Regions from separate parts of the Mus musculus genome. Here region 2 is linked to region 1. A link is a contact called in public HiChIP or PLAC-seq data. All regions are on one chromosome and are shown on one strand. Each heading gives the region's core, a stretch centred on a gene start, on an enhancer-like site or on the middle of the called end of the contact. The rest is flanking DNA. Distances are from core to core; before and after follow the strand shown. Region 1 overlaps Gcn1 (GCN1 activator of EIF2AK4). Region 2 has its middle 9.0 kb from the start of Pebp1.

The links. HiChIP or PLAC-seq counts read pairs in DNA pulled down with a chosen protein or histone mark.
Region 2: a contact with region 1 is called in a FOXA1 HiChIP or PLAC-seq map of pancreatic cancer cells. The contact joins two enhancer-like sites. A contact is called at or near these places in 5 of 39 promoter capture datasets (the 3T3-L1 cell line, hippocampal neurons, liver and 1 more) and 2 of 115 datasets of contacts at active chromatin or transcription factors (astrocytes and pancreatic cancer cells).

What each region holds. Positions count from the first base shown.
Region 1 is chr5:115,571,145-115,576,108 of GRCm38.p6, forward strand. Gcn1 (GCN1 activator of EIF2AK4) reads left to right here. Exons shown (of 58, transcript NM_172719.2): 2 at 265-367; 3 at 3,435-3,498; 4 at 4,021-4,152. Among named protein-coding and RNA genes, the nearest start is that of Mir7029, 7.3 kb to the right of the region's middle. Within about 2 kb of position 2,212, at least 89 of the 459 cell types and tissues checked have an H3K27ac peak or open chromatin away from gene starts, as enhancers often do. A contact at or near this core is called in pancreatic cancer cells, where this site is marked.
Region 2 is chr5:117,276,122-117,281,085 of GRCm38.p6, forward strand. No RefSeq gene overlaps it. Among named protein-coding and RNA genes, the nearest start is that of Pebp1, 9.0 kb to the right of the region's middle. Within about 2 kb of position 2,935, at least 60 of the 459 cell types and tissues checked have an H3K27ac peak or open chromatin away from gene starts, as enhancers often do. A contact at or near this core is called in pancreatic cancer cells, where this site is marked.

The DNA.
Region 1 (4,964 bases), core at 962-3,461:
GTGTCTGGAGATTCTACACCATCTAGGGACTTGATTGTCACAACTAGGGCAGGAGGAGAGTGGGCTGAAACTGGCTGTGACTAGTGGGTGGAGCTGAGAAATGCTTTTAAAACCCCATAATGCACAGAGGCAGCTTCCCATGACAAGATGTTATCCAGCCCCAGCTGTCAGAACGCAGCTCTGCCTGTGCACACACACACACACACACACACACTCAGCGTTTGTCATGTCTGTTGAAACTTTGTGTGGGTTTGGTCTTCGCAGGTTTCCGAGACACTGAAGCGCTTCGCTGTGAAGGTGACAACAGCCAGTGTGAAGGAGCGGAGAGAGATTCTCAGTGAACTGGGGCGATGCATCGCCGGCAAAGGTGTGTATTTGCCTGTTCCTGCACTGCTGTGTCTGAGGGAAGTCAGGGTGCGCGCTCTCTTTCTCCCTGAGCTGATGAGACGACCCTGCTCGTCTGCTTCTGACTACACCTTTTTTTTTTTAATGTTCTTCAAAACAGTTGAAACATTTGGGTCGGTGCAGGTAGGTTTGTTTTGTTCTGTTTCAAGACAGGATTTCTCCAGTTAGCCCTGGCTGTCCTGGAACTTGCTCTGTACTCCGGGCTGGCCTCAAACTCAAGAGATCCGCCTGCCTCTGCCTCACGAGCACTAGGATCAAAGGTGAGCCCCACCACCGCCCGGCCATTATTTGTAGGTTTTTTTTTTAAATTATTTATTATTTATTTAATGTATAAGAATACTGTACTGTTGCTGTCTTCAGACACACCAGAAAAGGGCATTGGATCCCATTGCTGATGGTTGCGAGCCACCATGTGGTTGCTGGGAATTGAACTCAGGATCTCTAGAAGAACAGTCGGTGCTCTTACCCGCTGAGCCATCTCTCCAGCCCCCTTATTTGTAGTTTTAATTATGTTGATTCTTGAGCAGTATACTGGGCACACAGATATTTTCTTTGTATGTCCACGGACATGAGAAGATGGTAGCAGGTGGCGTCCAGCTAAGTACCCTAAGTCTAGCTGAGATTGAGAGATGTGTGTTTTCTAATGCGCCCCGAGAACAGTCCCTACAGGCGCTTGCATTTTACTAACTTTTCTTTTTGCGGGGAGAGTAGTGGTGGTTGTTTGAGAAAAGGACTCCTTAGAATGGACTCCTTAGAATGGCCTTGAATCCCACTCTCCTTATTTAGCACTCAGTCCTGGAATTATAGGTGTGCACTACTGCACCAAACTCAAACAAACCAGCCGGCCTACCTTCCATCCCTCCCTCCAACCCTCCCTCCCAAGACAGGGTCTCCCTGGATGGACCCAGCTACCTTGTAGTGCATGTCTGTCCTCTGTCCTCAGCCTCCCCAGGGCTGAGCTTACAGATGTAAACCACCACATCTGGCTTTTCCTTCCAATCTTCTCTCACATTCCCACCTGCTGCTTCAAACCTGTTGTTGCCTGGGTAACAGGCAAGTTTGTTAAAGCTGTAAGTGGTGTCAGTTGCTGCGTGAGTTTCTCAGCTGTCCTGTGTGTGAGTGCTGTAGTGTATAATTTTATGCCTACTCGGAGGCGACTCTCTCAAGGCCCCAGTCTGTTAAGGCTGCTGTGCAGAGATGCCAAGTATATGCTTGTACTGAGCCGTGCTGGTTAGATTTCCCTGCAGGCTAACTGCCAAGTACTACATCCCTCACACACACACACACACACACACCCGTTTATGGAGTAAGTTTGAATTCTGCGTCTCAGTTTATGAACTACTCTGAGTCTTTGAGGGTGGTTTTGCTTTTCTGGCACCCTGAATGTACAGTTCCAAGTAAGTTGTACTTGTGAGGTGCTGTGGTGTGAACACCCAGCCTCCTTCCTGGAATCTGTAGCTTTCAGTCCTCTAACACTCCGGGCCTAGGCTGAACATGAGCTCCTGTGATGCCTCTCAAGGGCTGGTGAGGCGGGGGTGTGAGAGCATCTGCAGCTCGGGACAGCGGACACGAGCGCTGGGTGTTTCCTGTCATTGTTCCTGGTCTGTCAGCTTGGCTGCTGTTTCCTTAGTGCTGATAGCCCCACAGGCTCGGAGTTCTGCTTGTTTCCTCTCCATCGTTTGGGCTCCTGAAATGGGACGTGCTGAGAAAGCTCCTCCTGGGCTTCATCCACCTCATACAGGGGCTGAGTTTCCCCAGACAAATTTCTCTGCTGACTGCTTGCTCTGGTCTGCCGGGTCCTGCTTGTCCCAGCTGACTCACCAGCATGCCAGGGCATTCTTGTTCCGCCTGGCTGCCCCTCTGGCTGGCCTGCTGGCTTCCTGTTGTTTATTTTTTCCTTGGAAGGTGGGTTTACAGCAGAGCCCACTGGGTGGGGCAGTGCCTTGGTTTACAGAGCGGCCTGAGTGCTCTCCTCAGAGCCTTCTTCCCTGTCTTCCTGCCCTCTCTGTATTTCCCACAGTTGACAAATGCAGGTTTGGGCTTTCAGGGCTGTCTAGTTCCAGGCATGCCTGTCCTGTCCTGGTTCTTAAGCTTTTCTCCCCCCCCCCCCCCCCACCTTTTTTTTTTTTTTTTTTTTGAGACAGTCTCTGTAGTTCAGGCTCTCCTTGAACTCAACTATGTAGTCCAGGCTGGCCTAGAACTCACAGAAATCCACCTGTCTCTGCCTCTGCCTCCCTGAGGGCTGGGATTAAAGGCATGCATCACCACACCTGGTTTATGAACTGTAAAAAAATGTTGTCATTTTGTGTGCATGCCTGTTTGTGTATGGTATGCTTACAAGTGTCAGGATGCACACGTGAAGGACAGAGAACCTTCTGGAGGCAGCTCCTTCCTTCCTCCTTTACGTGGTCCCAGGGGTGAGATTAAAGTCAGGCTTATAGAGTATGCATGTACCTTTACCCACTAAACCACCTTGCCCACCAGTTTTTGTTTTGTTTAGTTTAGAAACAGGGTGTCTGTCTGTCTATATATTTTTGAGATAGTTTTCACTGTGTAGCTCTGGCTGGCTTGGAACTCACTATGTAGGTGACACTGACCTTTAACTCACGTAGATCTGCCGGCCACTGCTGCGATTAAAGGTGTGCCTCACTACATGTGGCCTTCCTGCTGACTTGTAGACCACTTATTAGACTGTATGTGAGCAAGTACCTTCCGAGCATCACCAACAGCACAGTTTAAAGCCAGCGCCCAGGCCGGAGAGCAGAGCAGGCAGTCGTAGCCCTGCTGAGCCCTGCTCTGTAGGGAGAGGGAGATGCTGGGGTCTTGGGCTTCTTCTATCCATCGTTGGTTTAGCAAGTGTCTCCTGCACTCGGGGCGTTTCTGTTCCATGTGCCTGTTTTCTCCTTGAGATTTTACAAGGTGCGGGGCTTACTAGGGCGTCTGGTACCAGGATCCCAGCTGACAGGACTGATGTAAGCGGACACTCACCGCTGTGCTTGTTGTTGAGACTCTGTGAACTCTGCTTTCAGATCTGCCAGAGGGAGCCGTGAAAGGGCTCTGCAAGTTGTTCTGCTTGACACTGCATCGATATAGGTGAGCCCCCAGAGACCAGGGCTTAGACCGTGCCATACAGCGACACTGTGTCAGAGAGACAGCATGGGGCAGTGGGGAGAGCCCCTAGTTGTTAGAGCCAGACTCTTAGGTTCATGCTCTTAACTACTGGATCCTGGGCAAGTTACTTAGCCTCCCTATGCCTCAGTTTTCTCATCTGCAAAATGGGGATGATAGCATTTTGTACCTCATGGGAAGTTGTTAGTGTGAAGGCCTGGGACACTGCCTGCCTTATTATAATATCTCAGCGCATGTATGCAATCATTAGCTGCACTTATAAAGCTATAAAGGAGTCATGGGGCATATACACCATGAGCATAGATTCTGCCCTTCTTGTCATCCTGTGCTCTTTCTGGGGTGAGGTGGGTTTATCAGGTTCATCTCTGTCCCCTAGGGGCCCCTGAAATGTAGGACCATGAGTGTCCCCCCGAAGAGCAGTGCTTGACTTCAGCAGCCCTGTCTCTGCTGAGGTCACATGTCACTACCCCTTCCTTCCCTCTTTAGAGACGCAGCCTCTCGCAGAGCCCTGCAGGCAGCCATCCAGCAGCTGGCCGAGGCCCAGCCAGAGGCCACCGCCAAGAACCTCCTGCACTCTCTCCAGTCTTCAGGGGTTGGCTCCAAAGCATGTGTTCCCAGGTACGGGCCTGGGGCTGCGGGCCTCCGGGGGGTGGTGCCAACTTCTCAGGTAGGCTGGTGTAGAGCCACTGGTGGGAGCACATCTGGCCCTCTTACCTTTGTACTCTGAATGGCACTAGAGAGCGCCTCTGAGTGGGGAGAGGAACCAAGTTAGTAGAGAAAAGATCCAGTGGGCCCGAGGCACTGGATGGGCAAAGCTTTATATACTTGTTCATGTACATTTTATGTGAATGAGTCTCTTACTGCACGTATGTCTGTATACTATGTGCATGCCTAGAACCTGAGGATACCAGGGGAGGGGGTCAGGTCCCCGGGACAGTGGGAGCTGCCATGTGGTTGCTGTGAGAATCGAACCCAGGTCCTTTGGAAGAGCAACCTGTGTTCTTGTTTTTTGGTTTTTTGTTTGTTTGTTTTGTTTTTTGTTTTTGTTTTTTTCGAGACAGGGTTTCTCTGTATAGCCCTGGCTGTCCTGGAGCTCACTTTGTAGACCAGGCTGGCCTCGAACTCAGAAATCCGCCTGCCTCTGCCTCCCAAGTGCTGGGATTAAAGGCGTGCACCACCATGCCCGGCTGCAACCTGTGTTCTTAACCCCTCTTAGCCGTCTCTCCAACCTCATCTTGTTTTTACTGTCCCAAACATCAAGGGATGGGATTTAGCCAGTGAGGCCTGGACGCTTGTCCTGTTTATCACTGATGGTGTTGGGGGAGGGTTCATACACACACACCATGCTGTGCCACAGGGTGAACATTGTTGTCCCCCCCCAATCCCCCGTGGAGGCTGGAACCCCGCACTAAGCTCTTCTCCTCCCGCTT
Region 2 (4,964 bases), core at 1,685-4,184, 1.7 Mb after region 1:
AATACAAACGTAACCCGTCGGTCTCACTGTGACAAACTGACGACATACTAAATCCAACTACGATAAAATTACAAGTAGTTATTACCGTGGGTTAACTCCTCCATAGAGCCTATGGTAACAGCCGCCCAACCTCCCAGGCCACTGAGCCCCTTTATCTCTTTGGTCAGCATATTGAAAGTAACATTGGAGGAGCCAGGAGTGGTGGCACAGAGCCTTTAATCCCAGAGCTAGGGAGAACGAGATCTCGGTGAGTTCGAAGCCAGCCTGGTCTACAGAGAAACCCTGTTTCGAAAAACCAAAGAAACCAACTGTGATAGGGATGCTAAACTATTAGCTCTCCACAACTGACAGCTTCTGGGGAGAGGGGGATGTGGCATGGGAAGTACTCAGTTACATTTAAGGGGGGGTGGAGGTCACAAGGGTGAAGTGACTGACACGGACGGACTGGGACGTGAATGTGATCGGGGTGCATTATGTGAAATTCCCAGAGAATCAATAAAAATATTACCTTGAAGAAAAAGAATTTATTCTAAACCCAGGCAGTGGTGGTACACACCTCTAATTTCAGCACTCGGGAGATGGCAGAGGCAGAGGCAGGAGGCAGGAGGCAGGAGGCAGGAGGCAGAGGCAGAGGCAGAGGCAGAGGCAGAGGCAGAGGCAGAGGCAGAGGCAGAGGCAGGCAGATCTCTGAGTTTGAGGCCAGCCTGGTCTACAGCGTGAGTTCCAAGACAGCCAGGGCTACACTGAGAAACCCTGTCTTGAAAGAAAAAAAAAAAAAATCTTTAAACCCATGAGGCAATAGATACCATGTATATAATCCCCTTCTCCTCAGCCTCTCTGTGAGGGGTGTAAGGGGGAGCTAGCTGCTGGGAGGATGGGATGTGTGTCCTGCACCAAAGGCCTGGCACAGTCTCCCACACCTTTGTGTAGTTGTGTGGGAAGGGAACTGGGATGGCCTAGAGAGACAGCAGAAGTACCTGTGAGTGCAGGAGCACGGCTCTGGGCCCCACCCCCAGCACCGCAAAAATAATCAGAGAACAACACAGCCAGCATCCTCCTTCCTGGCATATAGTAAATACCCCTGGGTTTAAAAAATGATTATAAAAACAGGTTTATGGACTGGCAGGATAGCCTGATGGGTAACAGTGCTTGCTGCCAAGTCCAAGTTCAAACCCTGGAGCCCACATGATAAAAGGCAAAAACCCACTCCTGCAAATTGTCCTCTGACCTCTCCACAGGCGCCCTGGCATGTGCGTGCGCATGTGCACACACAAAAGAAATGATTTTTTAAAACGTGTTTGTCAGGCATATAGCTAAGGCATAGCTGGTAATCCTTGATCTGTAATTATGGAGGCTATTTACTGAGTGCCTGCCATGTCTCTCCGAGATGCCTGAGGGGTGTCAATGTGCCTCAGACAGGAGGATGTTAGCAGTCAAATGGAGACGATCTCAGGACTGGAAGAAACCCCGAGACTAGTGATTATGATGAATGACTGATAGAAAGTCCTATGGACGCAGAAGTCAGTCAGAAGCTGGTCTGACCTGTAGCCAGCCTCAGTTACACTCCATCTCAAAACAAAGAGGAAAAAAAAAAAACCAAGTCCCTAAACTTAAGTGGCGCTCCACAACCATCCAGAAGACTTCATTATGCATGGGATAGCCTTCTCTGCTGGCCTCGCACAAAGTCCGCAAGCACTCTACCACTGAGCCACGCCTCCACCCAGCACATTCCCAGTTCTTGACTGCACACATGTGTGTGCAATGCGCACGCACACGCACACACACACACACACACACACACACACACACACTCTGTAGTACTAGTTAACAGCTGCCTGTAACTCCAGCTCCAGAGGATATAGTACTACAGTGCCCTCTGTTGGCCTCTAAAGGCACTGCACTTACATAGGCATACCTGCATACACACACACACACACACACACACACACACACACACACATTTTTAAATAATATTTTTAAAAACCAGAAATCTGGGTCTGGAGAGATGGCTCAGTGGTTAAGAGCACCAACTGCTCCTCCAGAGGTCCTGAGTTTAATTCCCAGCAACCACATGGTGGCTCACAACCATCTGTAATGGGATCTGATGCCCTCTTCTGGTGTGTCTGAAGAGAGCAATTGTGTACTCATATACATAAAATAAATAAATAAATCTTAAAAAAAAAACAGAAATCTGGGTTTTACCTGATTATTACGGGTTTTTACCAGGGTTGGGCGTGCCGGTCAGGTGACAGGGTGTTTACTGACCATACATAGAACTGAGTTCCACTCCCACAGCACCACATAAACCTGGTCCTACAGTGCACACCTGAGAGGCGGGGCTGGGGGGTCAATCAGAGGTTTGAGTCTGAGGTGAGCTTGGGAGACATAACACCCTGTCAAAGAGAGAGAGAGAGAGAGAGAGAGAGAGAGAGAGAGAGAGAGAGAGAGAGAAAGGAAAGAAGGAAAGGAAAGGAAAGGAAAGGAAAGGAAAGGAAAGGAAAGGAAAGGAAAGGAAAGGAAAGGAAAGGAAAGGAAAGGAAAGGAAAGGAAAGGAAAGGAAAGGAAAGGAAAGGAAAGGAAAGGACAGACTAACAGACCTATAAGTTTGCACATCTTGAAATAGCAGTGGAAACACGGCCCCAGAGCCACAGAGCCGGAGCCATGAGAATTTCACCTAGCCCACTCAAACAGTACTGTGGGGGTCATCAGAACATTGGCAGAGAGGGAGAGCTTCCAAAAATGACAGTGTGTTTAGACGAGCCAGGTCTCCAAGTTGCCTGGCAGGTTCAAGGAACCAGGAGGCAGCCTTGTAGTTCAGGAGCCGAGTGTGAGCAGGAGCCAAGAGCCTTGCAACAGTCACAGGACAGAAGACTTCCAGGCCCTGTGGGTCTGTGAATCACTCAGGGATTTCCACTCTGAGGCTGCCTGACTTTGCACCGATGTCAAGACAGGCTTCGACCGTATGCCGTTGGGTTTAAACATTGACAAGGTATTAGGGCCAGGGAGGGGGGGCGGGGAGGGGAGAGGGGGACGACTCTGTGAGGGGGATCAGAAGAGGGAGCAGCATTTGGGATGTAAATAAGTTAATTTAGAACATATATGAGATATGGCCTCCGTTTATTGGAGGTGAATTCAGAAATGCCAGAGGGGTGACACGGTGGCGGCACATGTTCCCTTCTGCATGAGTGTTTACAGTAACAGGCACACCCCAGAATTCTAACCTTAGAAACACTGGGCTCTGGGCCAATGGTGAGCCAGCAAGAAGGCCCAGCAACAAAGGAGCTTACTGTGCAAACCTGGTGACCTGGGTCTAATACCTGGACTAATAGGACAGGATCAATTCCACCAAGTCATCCACTGACCACACGCGTGCTGTGGCACACACCCACACAATAGGCACGCACAGAAGAATAAGGTCAAGTTTTAACACTGGATTGTGAGCCCCTGGGCTGTACTGTGAGACACCTGTTGTCATGGCTGATATTATGACAGGATCCAGGATCAAACCCTAGAAGAGTCATCTCTGGGCGTGTCTATCTGCATTAGGCTGAGGTGGGAAGATCTACCCTAACTGTAGGTGACATTGCCACTGGTTGGAGTCCAGGATTGAATAAAAAGGAGAAAGTGAGCTGGGTGTTGGCTTTCACAGTTTTGCTCCCTGACTGTGGATGCCACGGTGACAGCTACTTCAATACTTCAAGCTCCTACTGCCACACCCTCCCTGCCATAATAGACTGAAACTGTGAGGCGCAATAGTCCCTCCCTCAAGCCACTTCAATTTTGTCAGCAATGTTCTTGTGCTAATCCCAGGCTCTTATCTTACACTCTTGGGAAGGCTATAAACGGGGAGCAGTCCTGACTTCTGCACTTTAGTCCCGTATGTCCATCAGAATCCCATTCAACCATTTGGCTTTTTGTTTTGGTTTGGTGTTTTTAGACAGGGTTTCTCTGTGTCACCTTGTCTGTCCCAAGCTTGCTCTGTAGAGCAGGCTGACCTCAAACTCACTGAGATTCACCTGCCTCTGCCTCCCCAAATGCTGGGATTAAAGGTGTCGGTGCCACCTGGCGGCTTCTTCTTTTTTTTTAAACATGATTTCCTATGTATTTTTTCTGCATGTAGAAGAGGGCATCAGATTGTGAGCTGCCATGTGGGTGCTGGGAATTGAACTCAGGACCTGCGGAAGAACAGCCAGTGCTCTTAACCTGCTCTTACCCGCTGAGCCATCTCTCCACCCACTGTTCACTACATTTATTTTGTGTGTATGTGTGCTGGCTCACGTATCCCATGTCTCACATATGGGGACCAGAGGACAACTTTGGAGACTCAGTTCTTCCCCTCTACCATGTGGGTCCCTGACTACTCACTACTCTGGTAGGTGGTCAGAGTTGGTGACAGTGACTTTATTTGCTCAGCCATCTTGCCCCACCCCCACCCCCACCAGCCACACCTGTTTTAAGATAAGGAAGCAGAGTGGGCTGGAGTTCCTATTTCACCCTGATTACCACTTAAGAGAAAAATCTAACATCTTGCCATTAGTGAGAGGAAAATCACATGAAAAATAAGAGAGAAAAAATAAGTACATGATTTTAAGTATATGTAAATACCAAGTCACATTGTTTGAACTTTGATATAAATGACTTGTCTGCCCAGAGGGCAGTTTGCATGAATCAGAACTGAAACGATGCATTCCTGTGGACATGACTATCACAATACAAGGAACTCCCCCAGAAAACTAACTTGTCACCGTATTTCTTGCATGAAGGCTGGGGAGTTGCTGAAGCGCTGTTTATAACAGCAAAGAAATGGAATAAAAGAAATCAGTGGTGTGAACTTCAGCAAAAGTGAAGCACGGATCAAATGAGACCGGCAGCCCTAACTCAAGACCTACTGCATAAAGCAGGGTTTGGAAGTTAAGTGCCTGGAGTCAGTGAGATGGCCCAGTGCATGAAGGTGTGGCAGCCAG